Regions from separate parts of the Mus musculus genome. Here regions 1 and 3 are each linked to region 2. A link is a contact called in public promoter capture Hi-C data. All regions are on one chromosome and are shown on one strand. Each heading gives the region's core, a stretch centred on a gene start, on an enhancer-like site or on the middle of the called end of the contact. The rest is flanking DNA. Distances are from core to core; before and after follow the strand shown.

Region 1 (3,518 bases), core at 990-3,489, 470 kb before region 2:
TGAGAACTCAGGTGCAAGCCAGCTTCTCTACTCTGAGGCTAAGACTAAAGTGCTGAGCTTTCTAATCATGCAGAGAGGCTGAGGAAAGCTCATGCCAACCCCTGCTCAGGCTGGAAAACCATGAGGCTGGCATGCATTCAGGAAACTCCAGAGCTTGGGGTATATGTGGGAATCTCACACCAGAGGAGCCAGTGAACACCATAACCAGAGAGGCATGGTTTCCGCTCCAGATTAGACCATCTGGGTAAAGCGCTCTACCTCCGGATGTTTGGAAGCTCAGCATGGCAAATAAAGAAGTTCAAACCACTTTCATTCAAAAAGAAATCGGAGAGGGTATCTACTCCACATGCAAGATGAATTCAAAATCTTAAGCAATTGTTAATTTTTAATGGAGTAAATTCTAGACACAGTTGAGGGGAAAATAAAGTTAGTAAATTAGAAAACAGTACTGAAAAGTCCCATGTAAAATACAGTATAAAGACATAGTGACTTAAGAGCTTCTATAAGAAAGATAACCTTGTTTTGCTAATTTTTAAATTTAAAAATAGAAGCATATACAGTTTACAGTTTATATCTACAATAACAGTCAATTATTAAAAATACCATTTGCTCAAATAAAACTTTAGTTCATTCATGAATTTTACTCTAAACCAGGAAAGACTTGAGAAACTTGATGGACACACTTGATCCTACAGGAATCTTAAATGACTACAGTATGCTGTGAAGAGACACCATGACCAAGGCAACTCTTAGAAAGCATTTAGTTGGGAGCTTGCTTACAGTTGCAGAGGTGACATGCTCCTATGGACTTAGTCACTGTTCTATTGCTGTGAAAAGACACCATGACTAAAGCACCTCTCAGAAAGCATTTAGTCGGGGACTTGCTTACAGTTGCAGAGGTTGCATGCTCCTTGGGGAGAGCAAACATGTAGGCAGGCACTAGAACAGCAACTAAGAGCTACACTCTGATCCTTAGGCAGAAAAAGAGAGCAAGCCTATTGTGGACTTTTGAAACCTCTATAAACTCATTCCCAGTGACACACTTTCAGCAAGGCCACACCCCCTAGCCCTTCTAATCCTTTCAAACAGTTCTACTCCCTGGTGACTAAGCATTCAAATATAGGAGCCTATGGGGTCCATTCTTATTCAAACCACTACAGAATGTTTTTAGGGGCCTTTTTGTGTGTTCTTCCCTGGGGAAGACTATTTCTTCCACCACCAGCATTCCTTAGGCCTCAACCCTACACAAAGAACTAAATGCAAATAGTCTTTTTAAAAATATATTTTAGGTGAGGCTGGGGCAATATCTCAATAGGTAAAAAGTTTGCCCTGTAAACATGAGGGCCTAAAGTTAATCCTCAGAGCCCATGTAAAAGGAACAACTAAATAGCATGAGCTTGTAATCATAGGAGAGGTGGAAACAAGAGGATCTTTGAGGCTTGCTAAATAGTTGGTATAGCCAACGGGCAAGCTCCACAACCTGGTGAGAGACTCTGTCTCACAAAAGTAAGATTGAATCTTCTAAAGGCACTGGAGATTGACCAGTAGCCTCCACATGCATATGTGTGCATACCTGTGCACATACACGTGTATAAAAGTACATTCTTAAATCTAGATCTGAATTTAAATTTTAGTCAAAAATACAGTAAGAGCCAGAGGTGCCTCATGCCTAGAGTCTCAGTGCTTGGGAGGTAGAAAGAGGAGAATCAGAGCTCAAGATTTTCCTCAGCTACATAAAACTAAAAAATGAAATAAAAATATAAAAAATAAAGTATCCAATAAAAAAAAAGGAAAGAAGAAAAAAAGAGGGGAAAATAAAAAGCAAGAGGAAAACAAAAAGGTTCACCAAAAAGAAATGATTAACCACGGGTTTCACTTTTCTCAAAGCCCTGGTCTCGTCCACAGTACCAGGCATCTGGCTTTACCATGCTATCCCCAAGAATATCCAGTCACTGTGGTGTTCCACCTTTCCTTCCTGAAGGCCACGATACAAGATAACCAGACTCTGTCCATAAATTCAGAGTCCGACCTGATGGCAGGTCCCTCTTCTAGTATCTACGAAGGAATTATTTTTCATTCCTGAAAATGTGGCAGACTCTTGATGTAGCCCTCTAAATAAAGGAGGGCTTTGTGTCCCCAAACGTATCTCTTAAGTATTTTTTTTTTCACAGACAAGCATGGCCAACCACTTGTGACTGTCACTTGAAAACACACGTTTTACTACAGAAGGCCACATTTCCTCCCTTCGCCTCCTCAATACCACAAAGAATGTAGACAATTAATTGACCCTCTTAAGCACCAGTATGTTTAGATTTACTGCAGAACCTAACCTCCCTCCTCCTTACCACCACTTCTGTTTTTCAAGGTTTGAAAGATTTTTCTTCCTCTGAAAATGGCCTCTGTTAACCTCGTGGAAATTTTCATGAACATGAAAAAAATAAAGAGAGAGAGAGAGACAGAGAACTCCAGGATACTCCTTTCCCTCCCAGGAAGGAGCCATGATTGCAAACTGTCATTCCCTTCTCTGTTTTCCTTCCTATCCCACCACTGAAAAATGAAAAGAAATTCATAATTGGGCCTTGGGATATTCCATCTGCTCTGAGGTCACTTGGTTGTGTTTCTCTCAAGGGCTCTAAATCATCCTCCACTAGTCAGCGTCCAAATCTCGGCCCCAAGACTAGAAACCCCACAGTGGGTACTACCACTGAGAGAGTAATTGCAGGTAAATGATTTATTTTTTCCTGGTCTCATAAAAAGTCATGAAGGCTGAATACTGAAGTTCTTTGAGACGTTAAACCAAAGCCAGCGAATAACGAAAAGGAACAATAGGCGATTTGTAAAGGAGGAAGGGGCAGAGAAAGAGAAACAGCCCATGAAACTAAAGCCAAAGGGACTTTAACATAGGTCGGGATGGGGGCGTGGGGGGATAGGATCAAAACACACTGTGTGGAAATATCAAAGAAGTAATATTGTTTTCAATCCAGGAATATTATTTTACAAATGGAGTCAACCAAGTCTTAAAGCTAGAGACAGTGTCAGAATCATTAGCGGTTTGAGGCAGCTCAGGGATTGATTGCCGGTCCTCGTTCCGTCCCCAGGGGGCATCTCAGGACACTTGGTGGTCCACGGATGTCTCATGTTCGTCCATCTGATAGCACAGACCTCCAAAGGTGCTCTTGTCCCTGGAAGGTTCTAAAGCTGGGTAAATTTTATGCACATCCTGCAGCCACTGAGACTCTAGCTCAAGGCAGATCTGCATAGGACAGACCCTGTCAGGTCAGCATTTCCCAACGTTCCCTGAGTTCTAGACCATTCTTCCCTAAGTGCTCTGTACATTACACAGACATCCTCCCACCTCCACTATAAATGTTGGCCACCAGGCCCAGTTCCTTCTCTGTTTTTTTCCAGCCAATTCTAGATGACTTGGAATTCTTACTGAAATATAAACATGTGAAAAGTACTCCCATACTGCTGGTGGAATTATCACAAGAAAAACTGTGATAGTCTCTGCAGACCCA
Region 2 (3,448 bases), core at 834-3,333:
GTTTGTTCAGAGCCTTCTCTTTACAATCCATTTGTTGGGCCATCAAGACGGCCCAGCAGTAAAGGCACATGCTCCCAAGGCTGATGACCGAGGTGTGAACCCTGAGACCACCGTAGATGTAGAGAACTTATAAGAATACGTTGTCCTCCGACCTCCACACATGATACTCCCTAATGAAATAAGTATTTGTGTAGGGTTTTCATTCTTTAGCAAGTCACTGAAGTGTCCATTTTAGACATCTATTCTAAAGATTTGATTTTATTATTTTTAACTGTGAGTATGTGTGGTGCATACAGTAACCAAGGAGTCCAGGGGATCCCACTGGAGCTGGAGTTACAGGTGATTGTAAGTCCTCCCCCACCCCCCGCTGTGGGTGCTAGGAACTGAACTAGGGTCTTCTGCAAAAGAAGCACTCACTTATAAACACGAGCCCATCTACCCAGCCCTTCCTCTGGGTCTTCTGCACGTACGTACACTCCATTACACAATCAAGGAGCTGAAGAGGCTGGTTTAAGTAGAGTGAACGGCCTGGTATATATAGTTCCACAACAAAATATTTTAATGGATCATGGGACTGAAGACTTGAGGACAAATTATTCACAGTTTCAAAGTATTAGGCCAGACAACTTCTTACTTACAAAGGGTGAAATCTATTTTTACAATGGCAAATCAGTTGATTCAGGATCATACCTAATTCCCCAAAGAATCAACATAAAATGGTTCTTGTGTCCTGAGAAGGGCATAATCAAAATGTAATTTCAGTTTCTAGAGCCTTCTGTAAAACAGGTCTAGACTTTTGAAACTAGGTGTGTCTTCAAAGCCCAGAGATAATAGAGGGATTTCCATGGACTGACTGGGAGTAAAGAGGCAGAACAAATAAACACAATGGCTGCTTCCCAAAGAGGGGAAGGGACAATGGACAGTTAAGGAAATCTGCACGTGAACTACAAAGTAGATTAAAATGCATCCATGTTCAATTCCCCAAATGTAATGAAGTGGAAAATAATACTTAAGTATTTTTGGGTTATCAAAAATCTCCAAATGGGTCAGCAAAGTTAAGTGCGTGTACACAGTACAGGGGTGTTGTAAAAAGCTTTTTAAAAAAAAAAAAATCAAAACTTCAATTTAAGGGCAAAAACACAAAAACTACCTCGAGTCGACCTGTAGATCAACATTTTTAATTATAAAGTTTACAAACGGGCAGTCCTCCTCTTTGTAAACGACTAATCAAAGAAACACACCACTCTCTCCCCTTTGCAAAATTTCTTAAAAGGCTTGAAGTAGGTACAAAGGGCAATACTACGACGCGCACCACGAGGCATGTGGGTTGAATAGATGGTATTTTCCACCTTGGGGGCCGAAGACGATCGGAGACCGCGGTGTGGGAAGGGGCAAGGAGGCCAACATCCCTAGCTGACAGGTGACAGCCGCCTGCTCCAGAACTGCCTGTTGTCGCCTTTGAAACAAACTTGGAGCTCCTCTGGCCGCCACTCGGCTCCTCCCTAACCCCAGTCCGGCAGGCAGCGGCTTCTAGAACCCTCTAGCCCTCTCAAACACTTCCTGCTCCTCGCCAACTCCGGCTGATGGAGCCGGGCGACCAGGCCGCTCACTTACCACAGCGCCCGCCCCTTGGGGGCCGTTCGGGGTCGTATCCGCCATGGGAGACACTCGGGAGCCCGGGACGCTGCAACAGCAAAGAAGAGCAAAACGTCAGTGCGGGGCGACGACCCTCCGACCTGCTTTCAGAGCCGGCAGGAACCCCAAACCCCCGGAGGAACGGGCCCTCCCGGACGCGTGCAGCACACAGCCGCAGAAGTCCCCCTATGGCGGCCCGGTAATACCTGCCCCGCTCGGTCCAGACCGAAGCTGCCTTTCTAGAAAGACCCAAGCGAAGGCGGAGCTTCGGAGAAAGGCCTTAAAGGGCCGATCGACGCCGCCGGTTCCCGGGGTTGCAAAACCGGAAGTGATCCTTTCGTTTCCACGTGAGTCAGGCGGGACGTTGAGAGTCACCGGGCGTGGTTTCCGGAGGCATGACGGGAAATGCAGTTTTTCTCCTTGTTTTGGTTCCACCTTCCCTACGAGCCAATTGGCACGGAAATGTTAAGTAAAACCACCGAGGCAACTTTCGTCTTAACCGGCACTCAGGCGATTTTCCTCGCTGGCTTCCGAACCTCAAAAATCTCTCTACTTCCATATACAGAAGCTTCAGAAATATCTATGATCTCTCCAGATAGCGATTCACCAAACCCTGTGATTTAGTTTTCTTATTTCAAGCACTAGTGAAACCGGCTATGTGACAGACGCTTGGAGGAAAAAAAAAAAAAAAGAACATAACACTGACCTTCTCAGAGACAATAGAGCAAAAACGACCACAAGCTGAGTTAATCAGGGGTTTCTGGAAAAGTAATTCTGGCCATAAATCTTGAAGGGAAAGGAAAAATTGTATATGAAAAGGGAAGGAGGTTCCAAATAAGAGAACAGAGCAGGTAAAGTAACAGAATGAATCAGGACAGTTCGGTGTGAACTGAATGAATGGGTCTGGGGGGGGGTGAAAGATTTGAACTGCTGAGAGGCAGGGTGTGTGGCAAGAAAAACATTACATGAGGGCACGGGAGGGGTTGGAAGGAAAGGGGAGAAATGATGAAGTTATATTTTAATTAAAAATATTTTTAAAGACTTATTATGTATACAGTGTTCTGCCTGCATGTATGCCAAAACTTCTGAACTTAACTCTGCAATCTAGGGAGCCAAGCTACAACTTTAAGCAGAAGTGTGACATCATCTATATTAGAAAGATCATAGGGAGGCCATTGCACACAACTAGGGAGAGCAATGAAATCCTGAATTGTGTGATGGTGTGGGAGAAAAGAACAGGAAAGAAGACTTGAATGTGGCTTCCATAATTTCATGTCTGGCTAGATAAAAGGTATGCAGGGGTGGGGGTGTCGTCTGCAGAGACCCGGAGAAGAGGCATAGAGAAAAATGAAAAAGAAGAACAGAAGAGAGAGGTGGAGGACAGGAAGCTGACTACAGATCTATACTCCAACTTAGGAACCGAGTATCTCTAAGCTCCTACTCTCTCAGAAGTACAATTGCCTTTATGATTCATGGCAGCCTAGGCGCCAGTCAGCTGCTGTCTAGGAGTCAAAGGATGCTCGGTAGAATGTTGTAAACTTTTCTTCTAAGGCCAATGTCCACATTCAGGTCCCCACAATCTCCAGTCTAGATTCCCTATCACCCAAGCTCAGCTAACACATTATCTTCTCTGCATTGCTGGAGTATAATTTGTCCCCTATTTTAGAATATTTATCATTGTCTAATATTTCTTTTTGATTATTTGTTTAATCTGGCTCTCCCACCATGTATGGGTAGTGTGTGTGTTTGTGTGTGTGTGTATGTGTGTGTGTGTGTACATGCACACATGTGTATCTTGGTTTACCTGGGGTGT
Region 3 (3,417 bases), core at 486-2,985, 350 kb before region 2:
CCCAGGTCCTCAGAAGTGGGCTTTTTAACACTCTCCCCTCCCCGCCAAAATTAAACCCCAGAGGAAAACCCTGTTTGATGCTGACCCCTCCCTCCTCTCAGTTATCATTTGGACGACAGGACCTGCTTCTCTCTCCCTGTCTTTCTGGGGATCAGAGTGTGCAGGCCCCACACTGCCACCTCCCAGTCCTGGGGAGACACAGGCTCTCAGCTCCACACACTTCTCGGGTTTCCTGGCAGTAAAACCTTCGCCTTGAGCCTTAAAAGGTTTCCCTGATGTTCCAACTCAAGTGGAAAACTTTTTTTTCAAGGTGTAAATTTCCTCAGCTGGGGTCCTGATTTATTCACCTCTTAAGTGAGCAAGTGGACAAGTGAGCGGAAATTTGACCCGTGTTTTCCGACGTGAGAATAGGGGGCCTGAGAAATCCCTGTGACCCGGAATTTTAAATCCTCACCTCCAAAGACTTGGGTGTTTCTGAAAAGCGTGACAATAGGGGGTGGACTAGAGAGGGTAATTGGATGCAGAGAATTGTAAGGAAGTTGGAAGAGTGACGAAATGCTACTACTCGACAAAAGAAAATAAGGGGGTGATCAGAGTCGAGTTCCCTGGCACCCGCACTTCCGGAGTTCCCCCACTTGACCAGAGCGCCCAGGAAACCCAACCTAGCTCCAGCTGTCTACCCTAGAAGCACCAGGTTCCCGCCAGACCAGCAGTTCCTGCGAACCCTTGCAAACTTTCCCTAGGGCCGAACCATGGGCATCACGTGCAGCCGGGACCCAAACTGCAAAGCGATAGGACCCCTGACCTGAAATACGATCACCCTCTTTTTCTTCAATCCCCAGACCCAGAGGTGGTCCACTTTGTGGCCCGAGCTAGTAAGGCGTGCCTGTGTCGGGTGGGCGAGCCATGTCCGCCCAGGGATGCCGCACTTACGCGCGGTGATGCCAGGATGCTCCAGCTCTCCGCGGTCGTTGGTGCAGCCCCCCTGCTCCAACCTGGCGTCGGCTGCCGCGCAGCAGTAGCGCAGCGCACACGAGCCGCAGCAGATGGTGGCGTCCTGCGTGTCGAAGTCCTCGGGGCACTGGAACCCCTCGTGATAGTTGCCCTGCGCGTCCACCCAGCCGTGGCAGTATTCCCCAGGCTGCTGCGCGCCCGCCGGGCCCCAACGTAGCAAGCCCACGAGCAGACAGAACGCCAGCAGCGCCCCCATCGCCGCCCCGCGCCCGGTGGCAGCTGGAGAATCCGAGGGCGGAGCCGGAGCTCCGGGGGACCAAGGTTCCGCCTCCCCGAGGCACCACGCGGCCGGTTGACCTCCCGGTCAAGAACGCGTTCTCGTGGGTTAGCAGCGGCTGGGCAGGAGGCGTGGGCTGCTCTGCGGGCTCCGCTGGCCGGAGGACAGCATGGTGCGCGAGGGTGAGGGGACCAGGGATCGCGGGAGGCCACCGCGTAGGCTGCGACTGAAGCAGCGGCCGCCTTTAGCCAGGCTCATCGCGCTAGGAGCACCCGGGGCCAGGCCGCTATTCTTGCGGGCCGTCGAGCCCTGAACGACCAACTCCAGGGCCGGGCAATGTCCCAATCGTGGGCTGTCGCCCGGTACCCGGCAGAGCCGGGAACTGAGCTTGGCTCTCCACGTGCAGGTCTCGGGGACCAACGGCTAATTCCGCTCCCGCCCCTGACTGTCACGCAGGCGGGAGACAGCCCAGTCGCGGCCAAGTGCAGAGGGCCTGGGGTGGCTGACAGCTCTGCCTGGAGGGCGTCCCTTAAAAAGGCAGAGGGAGGAGGAGACTCGAGGGTGAGGAAAGTCCGCCCTCCGGGGTCGCCGCGCGAGCTAATCACAGCGGGTGCACCGCGATGCGGTCCGCACGCCCGCAGGTTCACGCGCGTCTCCCCTCCGCCCCCACCCACGGCGCTACCCCGGGCCTTGGCGGTGACCCCGAGGGGACCAGGCCGAGCCTGCCACCTAGCTGTCACATAGCCAGGGGAAAACCTGCAGAAGGATGAGGAAGACTACGGTCCCGCTTCCGTCCACGCCTGCCAGCTCACGAGGGGACTTGCGCCGCGCTTGAGTTCCACGGGTTTCTTTTAAAAAACGAGCGTGGCGTCTGAAGTCCCCTAACTGTTCTGTCGGCTTGTGCACAGACTCAGTTTGTCCCTGGGCCGCCGATTCTGAGGATTCGTTCGATTCCGATAACCTGATTTTTAGGGTCACCAACATTTGCACCTCACTCCCACCCCTTCACCCCTCCTTTCCAGCTTCCACGAGTTCACGCTCAGGCGCCTCCTTCCCGCACCGCTGAGCCGGCGCCGGGGAGGACCCGGGTCAGCCCCGCCAGCCTCACTTCAAAGGCCAGGATTTCGGTGTTCCGCGCCCGCAAAGGAAATAAAAGAGCAGAATTAATGATAATCGAGCCTATCTGAACTTCTGTTCGGGCAAAGAAACACATTTATTTAAATGATGTGTCCCCTGTGGGCTGTTTGCAGGGCATGGCTCCTCTAGCCGAGGGAGAGCCTTGTGAAGCCAGAGTTACGTGAAACCGGTGCTAACCTCAAGACTTTATTTTTATTGCAACCTGTGTTTCCTCTCCGGGGTTTATTGGTTCGGTACGTGTGAGGACGTTCGTCTCAGCCACACGGTTTGTCAAACGCTTTGAACACCCTGTCACCGATTTAGATATTAGCAAGTCTCCTGAAACAAATGGAAGAACTTGTCAGAGCACCGCCAACACAAGTATACGCGGTCAGAAGTATTTATTACACCCGCAGCTTGCCCACGGTCCCAGAGGCTTCTAGAAAAACTTCGGTGCTGAATAAAACGGTTTATTTTTAAGTATCTAAATTAAATTCCATCCCGGGTAAAGAACCACTCCTAGCTTCAGGTCTTAAATATTGAGATTGTTATTTAAATATAAAAATAAATACCCAACACGCCACTACTGAGTAGGACTGTGTAAAATTATAACTGCATTGCTCCACAATAAATGTTTGGGGGGCAATAATAAGTTATCAAACTGTTAAGTAAAGCCAAATTACATTTAGGCAAACAAATTTCCTTAACTAAGAATTTAATTGAAGCATGTGGAGTAGAAATTTCGTGGTTAATGGATTTTTATTTATATAGGAAAAAAAATGCTGTCACCGGGCTTTCAGGCTGCTTAAAACAAACAAACAAACAAACAAAAAACAACAAAAAACCAAACCAGTTTTTTAGGGGCAGCAGGGAGGTTGGTTTTGTTTTCAGGAAAATAAAGAGAAAAAGATTTAAAACCACAGCAAATATGAGCTACAAGGATCATAATAAAATAATCAAACTCGAAGACACACTAACGCTTAATAACTTTTCCAGAGCCACACTACTTAATATCTTTTTTTTTTTAAGTTACGATTTGAGGAATTTCATTACATCACAACTGTGTGAAA

What was found. Promoter capture Hi-C pulls out the DNA fragments that hold promoters and counts their contacts.
Region 1: a promoter capture Hi-C map of pre-B cells shows a contact between it and region 2, with 2.8 times the contacts expected there. The contact joins the enhancer-like site here to the promoter of Tmem33 in region 2. A contact is called at or near these places in 2 of 39 promoter capture datasets (the C10 cell line and pre-B cells) and 1 of 115 datasets of contacts at active chromatin or transcription factors (pro-B cells).
Region 3: a contact with region 2 is called in a promoter capture Hi-C map of cranial neural crest. The contact joins the promoter of Shisa3 here to the promoter of Tmem33 in region 2. A contact is called at or near these places in 7 of 39 promoter capture datasets (cranial neural crest, embryonic stem cells, hippocampal neurons and 4 more), 1 of 115 datasets of contacts at active chromatin or transcription factors (bone marrow-derived macrophages) and 1 of 9 other capture datasets (pancreatic islet).

What each region holds. Positions count from the first base shown.
Region 1 is chr5:67,732,497-67,736,014 of GRCm38.p6, reverse strand. All of the region lies in intron 20 of Atp8a1 (ATPase, aminophospholipid transporter (APLT), class I, type 8A, member 1), which reads left to right. Among named protein-coding and RNA genes, the nearest start is that of Gm46914, 31 kb to the right of the region's middle. Within about 2 kb of position 2,239, at least 8 of the 459 cell types and tissues checked have an H3K27ac peak or open chromatin away from gene starts, as enhancers often do. A contact at or near this core is called in pre-B cells, where this site is marked.
Region 2 is chr5:67,259,200-67,262,647 of GRCm38.p6, reverse strand. It overlaps Tmem33 (transmembrane protein 33), which reads right to left and starts at 2,083. Exons shown (of 8, transcript NM_028975.4): 1 at 1,842-2,083; 2 at 1,615-1,684. The coding sequence starts at 1,659.
Region 3 is chr5:67,606,201-67,609,617 of GRCm38.p6, reverse strand. Shisa3 (shisa family member 3) reads right to left here and starts at 1,735. Exons shown (of 2, transcript NM_001033415.3): 1 at 934-1,735. The coding sequence starts at 1,210.